Regions from separate parts of the Mus musculus genome. Here region 2 is linked to region 1. A link is a contact called in public promoter capture Hi-C data. All regions are on one chromosome and are shown on one strand. The core of a region is the stretch at or near the end of the contact, and the rest is flanking DNA. Distances in the headings are between cores, read along the strand shown.

The links. Promoter capture Hi-C pulls out the DNA fragments that hold promoters and counts their contacts.
Region 2: a contact with region 1 is called in a promoter capture Hi-C map of embryonic stem cells, with 2.6 times the contacts expected there. The contact joins the enhancer-like site here to the promoter of Plk1 in region 1. A contact is called at or near these places in 6 of 39 promoter capture datasets (the 3T3-L1 cell line, the C10 cell line, embryonic stem cells and 3 more), 14 of 115 datasets of contacts at active chromatin or transcription factors (the SCID.adh cell line, T-cell acute lymphoblastic leukemia, astrocytes and 9 more) and 1 of 9 other capture datasets (liver).

The regions. Positions count from the first base shown.
Region 1 is chr7:122,157,381-122,161,193 of GRCm38.p6, reverse strand. Plk1 (polo like kinase 1) reads right to left here and starts at 1,759. Exons shown (of 10, transcript NM_011121.4): 1 at 1,244-1,759; 2 at 490-658. The coding sequence starts at 1,651.
Region 2 is chr7:122,477,150-122,480,723 of GRCm38.p6, reverse strand. All of the region lies in intron 5 of Prkcb (protein kinase C, beta), which reads right to left. Among named protein-coding and RNA genes, the nearest start is that of Gm51497, 180 kb to the right of the region's middle. Within about 2 kb of position 2,208, at least 59 of the 459 cell types and tissues checked have an H3K27ac peak or open chromatin away from gene starts, as enhancers often do. A contact at or near this core is called in embryonic basal ganglia, embryonic forebrain, embryonic stem cells and 3 more, where this site is marked.

The sequences.
Region 1 (3,813 bases), core at 510-3,009:
AGTAAATGAAATTTAAAATGCACAGGATAGCAGAATTAGATGCACTGGGGAATCAAGTAGATGATCTTCGTGACTGCTGCTGGGCAAGTGTGTGGAGAAGTGACAGGGATCTAGGGACTGGCCAATCAGACTCAAGGGGGCAGGTTTTTCAGCTTAGTAAAGAGACACCTGAGGAGATGCTGCCTGCCATACTCTACAGCGTAAGTCCAGACCTGAAATTGGCTGAGGGTCTGGCTCAGTGCTAGGTTATAGAGAAGCATTTGGGGGAGGGGCCCCAAGTTCAAAACTACTGAGTTGAGGCATAAACACCAATGCATCTAAAAAAAAGGCAAGGAAAGTGTCACACACACACAAACACACACACACACACACACACACACACACACACTTTCCACTTCCTAACTAGAGGGCAGCATCTCTATTTCCTCACCTTCCCCTCCTTGTCCCCTCCTGCCCTGACACCAGACACCCGAAGGCCCAGCACCTCACCTATTTTCACCTCCAGATCCTCGTTCAGGAAGAGGTTGCCCAGCTTGAGGTCCCTGTGAATGACCTGATTGCGGTGCAGGTACTGGCAGCCCAGGACTATCTGTCGCAGGTAGTAGCGGGCCTCAGGCTCGGTCAGTGCCTTCCTCCTCTTGTGCAGCTCCAGGAGGGACTGAGGAGGGAGAAAGAGGTCACTGAAGTCCAAGAAGAGTGGCTAGCTGGATGTGGCTAGGACTAGACGCTCGGAGTGGAGAGTCTTAGCAGGTTTCTGATAGTTCTACCCATACACTGGTTGGTCACTATCATTCACCAGACCCTCTCCTGAGTCTTCTCTCAACCCCACTCTCGACTCCCCTACCCAGGGCTTCCTCCTGGCAGGAGATTCCCTCCCTTTCCTGAAAGCTCTAAAATCTGACTCCAAACAGCCGCCCCCTCCCCCGACCCTGCCCCACTCCGGAAGTTAGAGGTGCGTGGCACACCAAGCCTGGGACCCTTCCTTAGCCACTTTATGAATCCATTTCCTGTACCGACTCGCTGCCTTGCGTCTGGGAGCTCCATCCCTAATAGCAACAGGATCTGGTCTCGGTTTCCCCAGAACCCCGGCCTCAGCAGTTCGGAGTGCCAAGTACCCTCGCTAGAAGCCTTTCCATAAAAGTTTGAAACCCAACCACTCCTCTAGGTCACTCCAAAACCTCGGTGCCCCTTTGTCAGCAAGTTCCAGGTGTGGGAGCCCCAGCACTGCGACTGAAACACTCACCCTCCTGCGACAGAGCTCCAAAACTACAAATACAAAGTCGCTGTCCTCAAAAAAGTCATGGAAGCCTACGACGTGTTGGTGTGCTAGGCTGCGGTGAATTGAGATCTCCATAGACATCTTCTCCTTCTGGTGGGGCTTGAGCAGCAAAGACTTAGGCACGATCTTGCCTGCGAACACCTCTTTTGTGTCTGCGTCTGAGATCTCGAAGCATTTGGCGAAGCCTCCTTTACCCAGAAAGCGCCCCCGTACATACTGCCGCCGGCTGCGTGGGTCCACTAGGACCTCCGGAATTTCTTTCGCCAGCGGGGCGGCCACTGGGGCACCGGGAACTGCATCTCCCGGAACCCCACCTTTCCCGAGGTCGGCTGGTGCTCGAGCCAGCTTTCCAGCTTTGGCCGCTGCATTCATGATGCCGAAGTTGCTCCACGAACCTGGCTGAGTCGGTGCAGAGGGTCCTGCTCTGCTCCGCTCCTCCCCGAATTCAAACGCGGCGCTGGGAACGTTACAAGGGCCTGCGCGTTGCTGATTGGCCGCGGGGATTTAAAATACAAACCCGCCCAGCGCGCGGCACCATGGGAGTGCTCTACGGCGCAGCCGCCTTTAAACTCCGATCTTGCCGGCGAAATTTTTAATGGGCAGGGACTGGAGGACTGCGTTTGCTCAGGATTGCCTGGGAAACCAGGAACGAAGCAACTACGTGAAGATCCCTAGAAGAACAGGATTCTGTCCTGCTTTCTGCTCCTCGGCTGGGGCGTGCTCATGTGGTTCACCTGCGCCTCCTCCAGGGGCTTCTCCTAACTGTTAAGATCTAACACCTTCCTCCACCGGACCCGGCCTTCTAGAACTGAAACTCCAGGCCAACCGGTAGCTTGAGAGTGCACCGCCTCCGCGGTGGACAGCCCTCTCCCCGGCTAGCCTAAATAAACCCAAAACTGAGCAAGCTCAGCAGGCAGATGCACCTTCACGGCGCAACGGACCGATCTCCTCTGTGGCACTAGGGGCTCCCAGCCCCTGAGAAGTAACTCAACCCTTCTCTTGAACAACGCAGGAGGCCAGCAGCATCTGCAGCACCTGGAATTCCCTAAGAAGGCAAAGGAGGGGCGTGGGTTCAGGATTACAAGTTAGCCGAGATCAGCCTCAGCTACCGCTCCACTAACCCCAAAGGAAAGAAACTTCCCAGGCATGACCTGCCGGTCAAACAAGACCTTCAGATGATTCCTATGCCCTGTGATATGTAAGAAACACCGGACGTCTGCCCCGCGATGCAAGGTTACCTGGGTTGTTCCAAGTTGTGTGGCCCAGAGCCCCAAATAGAAAAAATTAATTTTTTAGTCAGAGGTGGGGGGGTAGCTGGTTAGAAGAGTGCTAGCATGCCGGTATACCAAGGCCAAGTCTGCCCTGCCGAAGTGTCCGTTCAGCCTTCACTTAGGAAAAAAAAAAAATGAGCCGGGGCGTAATGGCACACACCTTTAATCCCAGCACTGGGGAGGCAGGCGGATTTCTGAGTTCAAGGCCAGCCTGGTCTACAAAGTGAGTTCCAGGACAGCCAGAGCTATACAGAGAAACCCTGTCTCGAAAAAAAAAAAAAAATGGATTTACAACATGTAAAAAGAGTGGCCACACAGAGCAGGCGTGTGGCTTTTCATAGAAAAAAACGGCCAGCTCTGGTCACTGTTCCCAGACACCCTCTTTGCCCCCCTGCCTATCTGGGCACTTAAGTGATACCTTCCGTTAGAAGCTGTTGTTGCTCTAGTTCCCCCAGGAGGGTCTTAGCAAGATCCAATTGCTGGATTGAGCAAAAAATGGCAGTGCTGCTGTCTTTCCCAGTCTCTGGGTAACGATTGTACTTTCTGAATAAGGCAGAGCTTTGTCTCCAAAAACTTAAGCTTGCCAGGAGTGGGCATGCACCCTCAATCCCAGTGCTGGGGAAAACAGGCAGGCAGGCCTCTGAATTCTAGGCTAGACGCGCACACACATGCGCACACGCTTCTGCGTGTCAGAGAACATGCAGGAGAGTCAGTTTTGCAGGAGAGTCAGTTTTCTCCTTCTACCATGCAGGTTAGGTATATGGGTCTCAGGGACTACACTCACGTCATCCAGCCATGTGGCAACAGCCTTTTTATGCTCTGTGCTACTGCAGCTTCTGGGTTCATATGTTTGCTGATAGCTCATATTATCCAACTGATAGACACTGCCTCAAACAAGGTGGAATGAGAGAGAGGGCCTGTCTCTAAGGAGGTCCTCTGATCTCTATGTGATTGCCTGTGCTCACAGGCACAAACATGAACACACACACACAACTTAAAAGATGATACTGTTCAGTTGTAGAGCAATCAGCTGGCATGCAGGAGATCTTTGGTTCTGTAAAAAGGTTAAGTTAGAATCCAGCCTATGGCAGGCATCCTACTAGGACACTGTGAGAGCCGAGCTGGCAGACCTGGTGGTGACCTAGCCTTTCACATGGAAAGTGAATCTACATGACAGGGGTGCCACATCCTGCCCCAGCCCCACCCCAGGAGCCCACAGGGTAGGTCCCCAGAGCCCACTCAGTGGAATTGTCCTCTACTTCC
Region 2 (3,574 bases), core at 959-3,458, 320 kb before region 1:
TTTGAATGTATCCATGTGCACCACCTTATGCCTGCTGCCTGTGAAGACCAGAAGATGACACATTCCTCAGAACGAGCGTTAGAGACAGCAGTGAGTACCACTAGGAGCTGGGAACTGAACCCAGGTCCTCTGCAAGAGCTGCGAATGTTCTTAACCACTGAACCATAACTCCAGTCCATTCTTGTTTCAACTCTTATGCTCAGCAAGTAGTTGCTGAACACTGACCAGAGACATAAGGCAGCCAGCACCTCCATCTCTTTCCACAATAAACACTCTAAAGACATAATCTGCTGATAGGATTGGGCTGGGGCTGGGGCTGGGGCTGGGGCTGGGGCTGGGGCTGGGGCTGGGGCTGGGGCTGGGGCTGGGGCTGGGGCTAGCCAATGCACCCCGTGCCTAAGACTCACCAATGACAAAGCTACAGAAATAACCCTTTGCATTGACTTTCAGGCTCATGTCCCAGGCAGGAGGCCCTCTCTGGAAACCTGCAGAGCAATATCCTTGTTGAAGAAACCTAGATCCTAATATTTGCCTGTCTATCATGTCTAGAAAAAAGTGTAACAGAAAGTCGCCTAACCTGTCTCTTGAGAAGAGATTATACTAAGCCCAGGTTAGACTAACATCATGAGTTGAGGAGATCTGGTAAACCATACATAGCCAAGGAGAACCCCACGGGAAAAGCTGGCAGCTCCAAGGCAGAAGAGAAATGGAAGCTGTGTGTTTGCTGAAGGCTGGAGGGAAAGCATACCTACCCCTCAAGTTGAAGTCATTTCCATTCCTAAAGTCTCAGTGTGGGCACAATGGCTAATGGCCTAGGCTTTAGCTTCAACAGAACAGGAATCAGACTTCAGTTACGCTCATGCACCAAGCCAAGTCACCGTGGGTAATTTCATGGGTTGGTTTGAATGAAAATGACTCCCATAAACTCACAGTTAGTGGCACTAATGGGAGGTGTGGTCTTTTGGGAGTAGGTGTGACCTTGCTGGAGTAGGCGTGGTCTTGTTAGAGGAAGTGTGTCACAGGGGGTGGGCTTTGAGGTTTCAAACACTCATGCCTGGCCTAGTATCACTCTCTCCTCTAGCTGCCTGCAATCCAGATCTAGAACTCTCAGCTCCCTCTCCAGGTCCATGTCTGTCTGTGTGCCTCAGTCAGTAAAGTCCTCTGAGTATCAGTTTCCCCAACTATAAACAAAGAGAAAAACATATCAGTACTAAAAAGAACTAAGCACTGTGCCTAGTACAGACTGTGCTATATATACATGCTGGTCCCCATATGCATTGAGTCTTGAAAGGACATACATGCTCTCCCCTCACCCCCCTTCAGGTGGGAGTATGCTCTTTGTAAGGCACCTACGACCTCTAGCAACCTAGATCGCTGGTGTGTTCATTAGGGACAGCACAGGGATCAGGGTTCGCTGATCTCAGTAATAAGTCTCTGTAAGTGAGCAGTCTCAGACTGTAAGCATTAGGGATGAGGAAGAGGAAGCTACAGTTGCTAGTCTTTGCACACACTGACCAATCATCTGTAAACACTCAGACCCAGAAGAGAGCTTTGTTGCCCTTTTGAGCCTGGTCCATGTGGGTAAATGGCTTTGCCAATTTTCCATGGGTCCAGTGCCTTGGGGTCCTTGCTGAGGGTTGCCCATGTCAACAACACACTCACTCGGGACTTTGTCCACTCTAGGCTTCCTCTGCTACCTACAGGTTGACAGCTGTCAAGTGTCTGCCTCTACAAAACAAAGAAATAAGCTGAGGCTGGGGGTAGCTCCAGTGGTAAGGGCTTGCCTTGACTCACACAAGGCGCTGAGTTCCAGCCTCAGCACCAGGCAGGGTGGAAAAACGAAGAAAGAAAAATTCAAAGAAAGAAGGGAAAAGATGGCACGGGGTGTCCTTGGAGACAGCTGGATCTTTGATGACTTGTCTTTTTCTACTAACCACAATTTCCTACAGACCAGTTCACTTTTCAATTTGAAAGGCCTCTTAGATTGGGGTTTCTTAAGCTATAGGCAAAGACAGTGGGCTAGACTGGAAGAAGAAACAAAATCAAAGGCTCATTGATCTTCAACCCGGGGAGCAGGCTCTTAGCTCTCATCCCAAATCCCTGCAGAGACTGATTCTCTGAGCTGAGGCAGGCACCCAGCGAGGGTCAGAGAAGGCAGCTGCGTGAGAGCCCAAATCCAGCCATCCCTGGCTGCCTCACGCAGCTCAGAGTGGGAGGAGGAGGCACAGACAATAGCAGTCCGCTACCCAGCCTTCTCACCGCCTTCCCAGCCCTTCTCAAAGCCCAGCAGGCAGCTGATGATAACTCAGGGCATCTGACAGAGCATCGAAAGCTTGCTGTCTCTCCAGTTTCCAATCACCAGGTGTCTGAAAGGGTTACACGAGCAGGCAGCTTCTGCCCTCATTAGGAGCTCTTGGGTGGCCAGAAAAGATGATTGTAAAAGGGGTGTCAGGTTCATGAGCCAGGTGATAAGAAGGGATGGAGAGGCCCCCAGAGTTCAGACCTCCCGACCCTTGCGGAGGAGACTTCTCATTTACAATCCATTTGCATTGCATATTTAACAGGACTCCAGCTTACTCTTGGAGCAATCATTGTCATGCACAGAAGAAATTCTGCCTTCGTGTTCTGCTCGCTTGAATGATCCTGCGGGAGGAGAGCCACAGAGCAGGTCTGCGCAACAGCATCTGCCCTCCAGGAAAACAAGACCTCAATCAGCCCACAGTGATGCAGAAGGCAGCAGACCACACTATTCCGGGGTAGACAACCAACTAAATAAAGCCGTGGTTACATCATGCAGAAGGCCAAACAGAGGGAAAATTCCAAAGGCTTTTCTTTTTTCCAAGAGACTGTGTAAGAACCATCAGACTAATTGTATGCAAGTCTTGTACTATGATTGTCAAACTGCAGCCGAATCACGTAAATGAGCTGTCAGTGGCTTGGTCTGAGCTCTCCGGAAAAAAAGAAGCCTTCTTCCCCAGTTCGCAGAGCAGTCCTCATTTCGGCTTGATTGATATGCACGCACCCAAGCTTGGCAAAGAGTTTTTAATTTTATGGTCCAAAAGCCACAGGGTCTCCACTATCCCTAAAGAATTAAAACACTGTCCAACAGTATAATTAAGTGTTAAGGTCTCTGTATTAAGACAGACAGGAGGTCGAATCCCAGATAACAAGTGCTAGCTCTGTAACCTTGACCAAGTCGTTTAACCTCTGACACCACGCCTGCTCACCAGTGTGTGTGTGTGTGTGTGTGTGTGTGTGTGTGTGTGTGTGTGTGGTGTGTGATTATAGGTAGGGTCTCTTACTCCGAACTCTCACCTAGGGTTCATCAGCCTGGTTAGACTGGCTGGCCTGCAACCCCAGCAATTCTCCTGTCTCTGCCTTCCCAGCAAGGAGATTGCAGGCCTGCAGCACCACGGAGCGGCAGAGCTCAGTTCTCATACCGACGCACAAACATTTTACTTGCCAAGCCTTCTTGCTTCCCCTTACTAAACCTTCTAACTTTCCTGTCCTCATCTATACAATGGGGAAGTGTATTGGCCCCTTGGAGGTTAAACGATACTGCACATGCTCCATG